Regions from separate parts of the Manis pentadactyla genome. Here region 2 is linked to region 1. The links are chromatin contacts, called in public Hi-C maps. All regions are on one chromosome and are shown on one strand. The core of a region is the stretch at or near the end of the contact, and the rest is flanking DNA. Distances in the headings are between cores, read along the strand shown. Region 1 holds the start of ZNHIT3 (zinc finger HIT-type containing 3). Region 2 holds the start of CHCT1 (CHD1 helical C-terminal domain containing 1).

Region 1 (5,972 bases), core at 3,430-5,929:
GGGAGGTGAAGCTGTGCATGGCCTATCCGACGTCAGCAGGTCTTCATCCTGGAAATCACTTGCTCAGGGCCCCGTACTAGCTGAGCTCCTGGAAGAGGGAGCAGGCAGATTCTGAGTCAAGCACAAACCTGACTGAGCAGCATAATAATCCCCTTTAGGAATCCTCGTTCTGGGGCGGTGCCACAATCCTTAAACAGCAGTCAGCAAACTCCACGAACAAAGGCTCCTGCATGCAGGCTTTCATGAGCTTTGCCTTGTTGTCCCCCTGGTCAAGGCTGACCATCAACTCTCTAAGGTGTGGGTTGAGTAGTAAGCTTCTTAATGCCGCACACTCCCCTAAAAATCAACAAGGAAAGAAAGCCAATCGGACTTTAAGTGAGAACAGGTAGAGATAGCCGAAAGCCAAGTGTTTCAAGTGTAATACATCAAGAATATTGTTCATCAATCAAAAAATCCCCTTAACCTTTAAACCTGCAAATTAACCCAATGCTTCATATAAACAAGGTGAGACCAGCTTATCGGGTTATTTTCAAGTTAAACATTACCACAGATTCTTATTTTTGGTACTGTTACAAATATTTTAGCTTTATGTCATTCAAGCTAAAAATATATTTTACCAGTACAGATAGAGCAACAATGGTAAGTTGTTGACATGTTTTCTTCACAGGCATGAAGGTTCTTGGTGAGGACAGTTATACCAAATACTTGGCGTGACGTTTAAGCAAGTGCTTGATCCCCGTGAAGCAGGATTGGTAGCAGTGAACTGACACATCTGTATGGTGCCTGAGTTCACAAGTCTGCTCACAGCTCTCCACAGCTCAGCTCCACCCTTAGTCTAATCACTACCACAGGACTGGGTGCAAAGCACTTAAGTCAGCCTGACTGTGAAATGGGAAGAATCAAAGTAATGACCACCTTTAGGAACTCTTCCACCCATTATTTACACACCTATAACTGCTATAAAGACTCGCTGAGCTGTCCTACAAAATGCTGGGCATATTAACAGCCACATCCCCTTAAAAAGTCAAGTCCTGGGATTACCCAATCTGCATTAATGGCTGGATTGTAAATTGAGCATGAGGGACATGGGAATAAATGCAGCCCTTGACCTACAGACTGGTGAGAGAAATTGCCATAAAATGTGATAAGATATTATAAGGCACCATGGGAAGCTGCTATAGAAGTGCCTAATTCTGAGTGAGGGAGTGAGAGAGACAAAAGGTCAAGAAAAGTTTAGTTGAGGGAAGAAAAACTGAATCAAGCCCTGAAGGAGAATTTTGCTCACTCACAAAGCCAGCAGGAGGATCCCAATGGCCTTACAGCAGGGAGGAGTGGAAGCCCTGGGCGCCCACAGAATCATGTGGCTGTGGGAAGGGTTCTGCCTGCCATGACAAACTAAGAACTTCAAAAAATTACATTCTACACAATAGATTACATGTATCTCAATAGTTGACAAAGGAATGAACAAGCACAGCATAGGCTTACCTAAATTCTTTAAATTCTGCAAAGAAACTCTGTCTTCTTCCTCATCACTATTGAGAAAATCAGCTATAGAGTCATCGTCATCTAAAGAATATATAACACAATCAGCTGTTTGTGACTAAAATGAAAGCCGAGGACCAGATTTTACCTACTCTAATAAACATGTGCACATATACAGTAACAGGTGTGTAAGCAGGCACAGACAAAACAAAAATAACCTCTTTTCTCTGGAATTTTGTGACTGCACAACACTCTTAGGGAAGTAAGTGAAAGAACTGGTGGGTCTAACAAATGCATCTAAGTATTCACACACTATGTTTCTCTGTGGTCTTTGGGCTTAGAGCCTGACTCTAATTCTTATCACCCTACTTCCCCATTATGGCTCCAGCCCTGTTATGGGCCAAAAACTTAGATGCTCTATAAAAACCCGCCAATGTGAATCGCCTGTGCTTTCAGCATGGACAAATTTCTGGCACTGCCTGAACCCAACAAGCTTCTCAAAGGGCAGAAACGGGCGATCCCCTTGGTGTGAATGTTCAATACTTCTGGTGGCACCAGGAGGGGTTGCTTTCAGAGCCTGGCATGGTGCATGACACCCATAAGGTATTAAAGGAGAGGTTGGCTGGCTGGCTGGGATGGCAGCCCGCACTCCTGCTATAAGCTATGAGAAACCCAGAGCAGCAGCAGGCGACCTAGGCCACAAGCAATCTCCCTGCTGGACCCGGCTCAGGTGAACTGACAGCCCCAGCCAGGCCCATGGCTGTAGACCTGAAAAGCCGTGATTGAAGACTCCCAACAGCAAGGTCCACCCCTCAGCCCCAAACCACCACTTTGGCCTTTCTCCCATCTGCTCCCATACTTCTTGTCCTGAACACTGGCTTCAGGCTGCTCTGCAGTACCCCCCCACCTCCTGACGACAGGTGCCCCCACTCCTGGTGCTCAGGGCCAAGGCAGCTGCTGCTCCCTAATGAACCCATCATTCTCCACTCCCTGCCCCAGCCCAAGTCTCTTCTTTTCTTCCAATGTTTTCTATTTGAACCCTTTCCCAGGTTTTGTTTGTTTGAAGTCAGTTAACCCACCTTCATCTTCCACAGGCTTTATACTTATTGCAATAGCAGCTGATCTTATTTTTTTCCCACCAGGTTGAGTTTCAGGATTGCACTGCTCTGAAAGAGACACAGATCTCAGGTGCACATCACCTCCATCTGAGTGACAAGGTGGCACCTCCCCACCAAGGCAGCATCTAGGTGGGAAGTGTATGTGCAGGGTAAGGGCTATGAGTGGGGTGGAGATGGATAGAGAGAATGTGAAAGATCAGATCAAGAGGCAGTATAAGAAAAAGAACAAGCCATCATGGGCCTGGTGGAAGGGCTGAGGGAACAGACCTCATGCATCTGTAGGGTCTGTCCCAATCCTCACTGTCCTAATTGTGGCTTTCACCACAATTAAGTGGCACACTATTTTCAATTAGCATCAAACCATTTTCTCAGCAGTTTCAGATAACAAATTTGCATGCACCATGTGCTACTGGGAATACACATGTGAAAGTCCTCAGGCCCCTCTCAGAGGGGTTCAGTCTTATGGCTGACAGCTAGAGATACGGATAAAATGAGTCTGATCTAATTCATGTGAGAAAGCCAAGAAGCCAACCAAGAGGAGTCTGGCAGGGAGAGGTGTTGCCAGGTGGAAAGTGCATTCCTGGCAGAGGGGTCTATAGCAGGACCCGACCCTTGAAAGAATAGGGGCAAATGCAAGGAGACGGTGATGAGCAACTGCCAGCTGATTAGCAGGGCAGGCCTGGCAGGTGGCTGGGGCACAAGTAGAAGCAGCAAAAGACCACAACACAAGGGAGGTTCACCTTTCTTCCAAGACAGAGTCTCTCAGCAAGGGTGCTGCTGTGCTAGGGCAGAAAGGTATTTAATGCTGTAGGATAGTCTGACTCCCGCAGGATGTCTGAGTCAATACCAGTTAACCTCAGTACGGCCAACCCCTCCTCAGCGACAGTGACAACACAATGTGACCCTCTGTCTCCCTAGAAAGAGCAATACCCAGGTTAACAACCACTGACCTCCTTTGCTAGAGAAAGGGGTTTTCAACGTGGATGTGAATTACTCTAATTTACATTTCAGAAAAATCACCCTGGCAGTAGCAGGACCAGATAGTTAAGAGCTCCTGCCTGACCTAGGGGTTCGTGGAGCGTCCTCACAGGGCTGCAGGGCGAGAGGGACGTGGTCCAGGCACGGCTCCCCAACCCCATTTCCAACAAAGCAGTTCTATCTATCTTGAGCGGAAAATGCTCCGGATACTCAGGTTTAAACAAACAAACAAAAAAAGGGCCAAAGACCGGAGGGGATGAAGTAGAAGCAGCAATGGGGAAGTTTAATGTCAGAGTAGGAAGCATGAGGTAGTGGAAAGGGTCCCCGGGGACTGAGACCAAGTGCGGGATTGGAGAATTAAAATGTAGACCTGACAACATTAACAGCATCGCTCCTTGCAGTACATCATCTCTCTAATGTACCTCACTGTTCTAACAAGACATTATTTAAAAAAAAAATAAAACATTAACTTTAGCCATCCAGCTTCTTCCAATGAGGGGCTGCGTCAGAATACTAAGATGAAGAAACAGCCAGGATCGACTTTTGCTGTTAGTCAAGTCGTCGCCTATTTTTAAAGTTAAAAAAAAAAAGGACGGTACATAGAAGGAAAGTCAGCGCAGAAGTTTCTGAATGTTCAAACTCCGGAGATGCTCTCACAGGCAGAGGCCCTCCCACAGGATCGGGCGGGCGAGGCCCGGAGGGAGCGCGGTCCCGAGACGCCGGTAGGGAGCGGGGGCTGCCCCGCACGGGGCGCGGCGCAGGGCTGGGGCAGGGACACCGGGGCCTTACCTTTATGCTTCCGGAAACAAGTCACCGAACAGCTGTAACAGAGTGCAAGGCCTGCGTCAGCTCCGAGGGCTACGCGGACCCTCCCGCAGCCCCGCAGCCCCAGCCAGGCCCAACACTCAGCCCCCCTCCTCGCCCTCCCGAGCTCACTAAGGCATGCGGCAGGCGGGGCAGCGGTATTTGGGTTTCTCCAAGCATATCACGCAGACGACGGTGCTACAACTGAGCGACGCCATGTCTTCTCCGGGAACAGGCCCCCACCCTGACACGTCTGGGCTGCCTCGGCTCCCACGTGCACTTTTCTCCGTTTCCTCACCAGGACCAATCGGTGAGCAGCACTTGCTGGCAGTCAAAGCAATGGATCGAGCCTGCTCATTGTTCCAGGCTCGATAAGTTAAAAGTCGATACACTCGATGCGCATCCAGTACGCTTTCTGGGATAGGTCACGTCGTGGAAGAATTATGTAGCCCTGTCCCTGCCTCTGCGTGGCCGGGTGACTTGGAGCAAGTCATCGTCACTATCCGGTTCTGTTCCACCGCATGTAAAAAGAATTCGTGGGATTAAATGCCCTTTACTTTCTGGCTTGGATTTTCTGAATCTCACACCAGCATGGGGTTCTCCCCGCAAAAAAACAAAAAAGTCCAGACACTGGCCAAAGTAGAATCCATTAGGTCACGTGTTCTTCCCAACCTGGGCCATTTTTCTCAACAGGAAAGAAAGATGGAAAGTTTGGCCATGACAAATATGGACAAATGTTTCTTGAGCTCCGTGAGCCCTGCCCTGCTAGACGCTGGGCTGGGAGGCTACCTGGGGAGTAGCAGGCGCAGTCTCTGCCTTCTGGGAGCTCAAGGCTTATAGTGCAGGCAAGATGGAAAGGTGGGAGGGAAGAAACTCAGTCTCAGGGTCTTGCTGGTGCTAGCCTGCACTTTTTACATCCTAGGCTTCCCACTTTTCCTTAGTCCCAGCCAGGGAACAGATGAGTGACCAATGGCCCAAAGGTGGGTATCCTGGCCTAACAAGTCCAGACAGGCGAACTATGATGGGCCTTGAATGCCACCTCAGGCTTTATTTAGGAATAGACAAAGCTATGTTTTATTGGGAGCCCTCCTCTTCCTCCAAGCCCTGAGGACGGCCAGCCTAACCAGGGCTCCAACCCCACATGCACAGCTGCACCCCTCCTGCTTCAATGTCCAGGAAGGGAGGTAGCTCAGCTGTGATGGCAATGAGGTTGGTAAACCACCAAGAAGCCAAGGAAACCAGTACAGCTCCTCTGGACAGTGACTAGTTAAGAGAAGAAAGGCAGATATGACTCCAGGACCAACAACTAAATGTCCACATTGACGAAGTCGCCCTTGGCCGCACCTTGGCCCTCCCTGGACCGCTACCATTCTGGTCCCAGAAGCTGTCTAAGGCTGCCTCGTGCCTATTTGGCATCAGCCTGAGGCGTAGTGCTGGACTTGGAGGGAGTCTAGGTAACACGCCAGGCAGAAAGGTTTCGGAGCTCCGCCGTCTGGCAGGCAATGTCCAGCTCATTCAATCCCAGGCCTGGCGCCTAGCACCGCCAGAGGGCGCTCCAGGCCGAGACTGGCTCTGGTGTACCTGGAGCTT
Region 2 (5,793 bases), core at 2,474-4,973, 310 kb after region 1:
ATACCAGCATCTTCCAAGTTTGCCTAATGATAAGAATTGCCTGGGACATCTATCAAAATGCTGATTCCATGCCCTCATGGGAGATTCTGATTCTGCACGTCTGAGGTTTGATGATTTTTCTGTCTACAAAACCCGGTATTAGTCGCCAGCACCACCAAATCTAGGCATGAAGGCAAGGACAAATAGGGTGCCCTGGAAGAAAGGAGGCAAGTGTAAGACCTTTGAGGGGAACATGTTACAAATTTGGAGGTGACATTTTTTTCTCTCCAAAATCCTTCCTAGCTCCAATATTCATTGCCAATACAATCCTCTCCTGCTCATCAGCCTGAATCCCATCTGAGGAAAGAACACCTTCCAGAGACAGATGAGTGGAAATCATTAGGCCCAGCAATTTGACAGGAACACAGAAGCTTGCATATATTTAACTGTTTTGAAACATGCTCTGAAGTTCTGAGGATGCCATTCTGCAGTGTTATTTTGATAGCCTGACAAGTTATTTTTAGAGTACATGAGCCCCAAATTAAAACATTGCTAAAAAAAAAAGTGAAATTAAACCAAGCCTCCATTAAATGGAAAACTACAGTAAATATCAGATAGGAGTGAAGAAAAAGTACCAAACATTTTTGAGAACTATTTTGAGAGGAGAAGAGCTGAAGAGATGCTCCGGCATGTAGAAATGGGCCTGGGTCCTGCCAGATAGGGGAGAGAAAGACCTCCCACCTGCAGGCCCTGTCCTGACAGCTCTTATCCTTTATTAGGAGAATGCTTCCTTCCCCCTGGGTGAGGGCTGGATGTAGGCTGTTGGCAGGGGATGCAGTCCTTCAGAGGTACTGGACATTGTCAAGGATCTCATTGGTCTTCTGCTTAGTCCCTGGTTTCTTGGGTTGGGTCTGGGATATGGTTAGTTAGTCCTAAAACTCCCAGGCCTTCTTCCTCCACTTGTTTCTCTCCAGACTCATTAGTCTTCCTGGCATTTCTCACACTATTTCCATTTGAGGCTTCCATGAAATCAGATATAAAGACCCATCTGAGAAGCCACTGTTGGGAAGGTTCACACCCTTATCAGTTCCTAACTTCTTTGAGGCCACAGACGTCTCTGATTATCTGATGAAGACTATGGTCCTCAAATACAATTTGCTAGTTAAGAATTTTAAAGGGGTTGTTGATTCCCTCAAGCCCAACCCATGTTAAGAGATTCTGCCTTCCACAGTAATTCAAGCCCTAGTGGCCTTGGAGTGGCTTTATCCACTGAAGTCAGGGCATACAACAAGAATTTTGTGAGCTCTATCATGTGCACTGGGGATAAGGGTGAGACATGATGAGAAGGAAACTGGCTGGTCCCATCAAGGAACATGCCAGCCTGCATAAAGTGGAGGGTGGACAAATTAACACCCCCACCATCTCCACCCCCACCCCACCTGCCTAAAGTACATGGTACATAGGGTTTTCAAATTAAACATTGGAGGAATAACTCTGTTGAATGAGTTGACTTGCCCTGTAGAGTCATTTTACACTGACTAATTGAATTCTGAAGGATGTTTCCTAAAGGCAATGGATTTTTGTTTTGTCTTAGTTAATGGTTGAATATGGAACCATTAATTCCTGGCTGCTGACAGGTTCAACTGTCTCTTCAGGCTACTCCCTAAGGTTGGTAAGAAACCATTATGGGAATAGGGCAGGCAACCAGAGTCTAGGACTTGCTGGAGGCTCTGAGAAGGAAAAGAAGGGGTGGAGCGGGGTGAAGGAACAGGCAGGGACGGATAAACCTTGAGGTTCTGACGCTTTTTTCCCCCTTCTGAATTGTAGGTATTATTTGGGGCAGGAGAGTATATTTGAATTGAATATATATATTCAATTCCTTGTTTTTTTTTACTGTTTTTTTCCAGTCTTCGTCCATATCCTTGTTCACTTATGTAAGTATGAGTTACAATGTAATACTCTTTTATGCTGTTTTTAAACTAGCATTTATAATGTTTTTAATTCCTTACAAGTAACTTTTAAAAACATAGCTGCCCTTTCTGACTGTAAATGTAAAACATATTATTTTTAAAAAGGCAGACAATACGCAAAGAAAGTGAAAAGTCGCCCTTGAGATTTTGAAAGGTATCCTTAAAGACTTTTTTCTGTGTATATATAAATACATACTTAGAAAAATATATAATACCATACAGTTTTCCATACAGAGTAATTTAAAGTTTAAATTTTTAATTAGTATTATATAGAGTAGTATTTTAATAATTCCTATTTTAGTAGTAAAGTGTTTTTAAACATTAATTTTAACTTTAATATTTCACAGCATAGTACTTTTAAGTATGGGTGTACCACAGTTTAACTACCTTATCCTATTGATGACGCTTCAGTTTTTTCCAAATTGTCACCATTGTAACAGTCCTGCTACATCCATCTTTCCTTAGCACAAATTCCCAGACGTAGAATTTGTGTGTCAAAGGGAATGCATAGTTAATATTTTGCATTACCTTGTTTACCAATTCCCACTCCCAGCAGAAGAGTATAAGAGAGCTCCTTTCTCCTCACTCTTGCCAATTTAATTATTCTTCTTAATGGCAGCAAAATAATCCTGAATTAATGGTCAGAGAACAGACCTTTCCGTTTGGAGGTAGAGCCACAAGCGTCCTGCCGCGCCCCAACGCGGCGCCTGCAAAGGCCGGGTAGGAAGACGGCCAACCTGGGTGGGGAACACGGGACGCCGGGCCCAGAGCACACAGAGGCGAGGGCCGCGGCGCTCCGGGTGGCAGGCGCAAGCGCGGGGAGCGGACGCGGGCCGCCCGTCCAGCGCCGTCGCCGGCCGCGCGCGCTGAAGGACGCGAGGGGCAGCCGGAGCCGCGCTGGGGGCCGGGCGGCGGCTGGGACCCGCCCCCGCGCCTCAGCGGACGCGGAGGCCCCGCGCGCCTCAGCGGCGCCCCCGGTCCCCAGAAGGACCGCAGTTCGGCCCAAACTTCCGCACCCCCCCTAGTGGCCGCCGGCCTGGGACACCGTGCGGGCCTCTGCATCTCGGCTCCTCTTCTGTGGAATGGGATCGCTACGGGTACCTAGCCCCGGGAAGACTGTTGCGAGGGTTGACATAATACACGGTGGCTAGTATTTTTGTACCCCTCCACCCCCGCAAAGATACCTCCAATGCCGTCATCCAACACCCACCACAACTGGCTTATTAACTTCCTGGAGGCCACAGGTGGGTAGAAGAGCTCTATCTCGGGAGATTTACTGTATTCCATTTTCTCAATGCACCCTCTAGCCCTTAGTCCCAAATCCCGAGAGGAAAGTTACAAACCCCGGTCCCCCGTCTCAGGAAGCGCACGATGTAACGGGGGTGGGGGGGAGGGGAGGCCTGAATGGTACTCACGCGAGAAAATTACCTCACAAGCCGTACCAGGGTTCAAAATCAACAGCAACTGACAGTTCTCTCGGGAGAAGGGGTACAGCCCATCCCGACCGGCCGGGGGCTCCGACAAAGTTCCAGCTCTGCCTCGCACATCTTCCTCACGCCCCCCGTCCAGCTCCCAGTTGGCAGGCGACGGCCGGCGACCACCCTAGGAACGGGTGGGGGGGGGGGCTCTGTGTTGACAGCTGCCACGGTTTCCCTCCGCGTTCTGGAGCCAACCCGGCCGGTCCCTGGGTCACCTGGGTCACAGAAGCAGCAGGTCAGCAGCCTGAGGGGACATGAGGAGTGCCACTCTGGAGCCCACCAGTGCACCTACTGAGATGGAGGCCTCAGATGGGCGAGAGGGTGAAGGGGACGAGCCTCTAGAGAAGGTGAGGGGGCTGGGGATGTGAGGGAGGGGAAAAAGGAGAGTCCCTGAGGGCCGGTTTTGGAAAGCAGAGAATAGGAAAGTCAAGGAAGAAGAGAAGGAAAACAATGATGAGGTACATGAGTTAGCAAGAGACTAAAGGAACAAGAGAAGATGAATTCATTCAAACAGATGTTTATCAAGGACATGTATTCCTGGACGTGATTGTTGGTTGGTTATGAAGAGACAAGGGCCCGTGTGTATGTGTGTGTGTGTGTGTACATGGTTGTGTGGTGTGGTGGTGTGTTAAAGGAGGTGATCACCTAGAGTCCCCTCTCTCTGGGGCCTAGAGAAGCCTGTATCCCATACCCTCTCCGTCTACCCCCATCTTTTTTCTTGGTCTCTGCCTTCAGGGTGGTCTGGGCTTGGATCTTTCTTGTTCCCCTGAACACAAGCAGGAATTAATGCCCATTTTTCTGAAAGTCTTTTAAAAGGTCAGGTGCAAACCCAGCCATGTCAATCTAACCCTGTACTCTTGACTTCAAGTATTATTTTGGTCACTCCATCTTCATTAATTTTCAGCCTTTTTTGCCCCACTTTTGCCCAGAAATTTCCTTCTCGTGATTACTATCACCATCACATGTTTTTCTGAGTACCCAGTAGGTAGCATGACATGATGCTAAAGGTTAGGGATACAAAGAGGTGGGCCTGGGAAGTGGATACTCAATAAATGTTTACTTGGTGGATGAATTAATGAATCCCTGCTCATTCTCCCAAGGAGTTAATTAAATCTCTTGCTGCCTCAGTGTTCTCATCTATAAAAAGGGATAATGATATCTAACCTCACAGAATTTGTGGTAGAATAAAACGAATGTTTACCAAGTGCATTGCGAAGTTTGTTAGTATACTATGCTATGATTATTATCAAAGAAATTGGGGGAACATTCTAGAATTTCTCAGCAGGGATTCTCAAAAATGCGTTTCTTTGCCCAGGGTTCACTCACCTCAGGGCTGGGTCAAGGAAGACGTCATAGGGAAAATGGAGAAGGACTTTGACTGGCATTTGGACCAGTGGTTGCCCAGCACTGCTGCCCTTCAGGAGCAGCAGCCTAAGCCCCCCAACCAACCACTGCCCCTGCCTCCCCACAGGTGGAAGATGTACCCTACTTAGAGGAGAGCTTCAGCACCATCCCTGCTAGAGTGTCCCTGGTGTGCCATGCCAAGGGCCTCAGCCAGGACGCCTTCAAAATTGTGAGTAACAGGCCAGCTCAGGACCCAGGTCCCTGCTCCACACAGGTCAGGAGACCTGGTTCAGCAATTGGTGGGCCTCAGCCCATAGCTCGCCTCCCCACTTGCCACACTCTTGGGAAGGAAGTGTGTAAGAGGTTGACTACAACCTCCTCATCTAACATGTGTGCCCCTTCCTAGGCCACAAGGGCTGCAGCTGAGCCAACCTGCTGGTTCCTTGGGGCTGCCCATCTGCCTCTTCTTTTCTCCAATGGCCTCTCACTTCACCTGTTGCCTCCTCAGTGTAAAGAATACCTAAGGCCACTGAAGAAGTTCCTGCGAAAGTTGCACCTGCCCAAGGACGTTCCTGAGAAGAAGCAGCTAAAGTACATGAAGCAGAGCCTGGTGGTCCTAGGGGATCACATCAATGCCTTTCTGCAGCACTACTGCCAAGCCTGGGAAATCAAGCACTGGAGGAAGTAGGGCAGCCTCCTGGCCCTTCCCATCACACCCACTCCTGGGCCCCTCCCTCTAGATTTGAGGCCACACCTCAGTCAAGATCCCCTAGTCCTTCATCTTTCTGTGAAAGAGTCAGGATCCTGAAGTGAGCATGGTAAAGAGGGGTGGAGAGAACAGGGTCCTCTAGTCACTCCAGCATTGATATACCGTGGCTGTCCACACAGTGCAAAGAGCTCTCCTGACCCTGAGGAGAATAACCTCTGATTGAACAACTACCAGGTGGTGGGGGTGCTCATCACCAGGACAGGATGTTCCAGGCTTGGCAAACTCCATTTCTTCATGCCTCCAACAAAACACA

The links. Hi-C and Micro-C count contacts between places; a contact is called where the count stands out from the background.
Region 2: a Hi-C map of skin fibroblasts shows a contact between it and region 1, with 6 times the contacts expected there. The contact joins the promoter of CHCT1 here to the promoter of ZNHIT3 in region 1. A contact is called at or near these places in 2 of 3 Hi-C or Micro-C datasets (fibroblasts and skin fibroblasts).

Annotation. Positions count from the first base shown.
Region 1 is chr4:154,247,906-154,253,877 of mManPen7.hap1, forward strand. It overlaps ZNHIT3 (zinc finger HIT-type containing 3), which reads right to left and starts at 4,680. Exons shown (of 3, transcript XM_057501262.1): 1 at 4,515-4,680; 2 at 4,368-4,399; 3 at 1-336. The coding sequence starts at 4,600. The coding sequence ends at 155.
Region 2 is chr4:154,559,987-154,565,779 of mManPen7.hap1, forward strand. It overlaps CHCT1 (CHD1 helical C-terminal domain containing 1), which reads left to right and starts at 3,724. Exons shown (of 6, transcript XM_036910996.2): 1 at 3,724-3,774; 2 at 4,899-5,000; 3 at 5,280-5,455. The coding sequence starts at 3,724.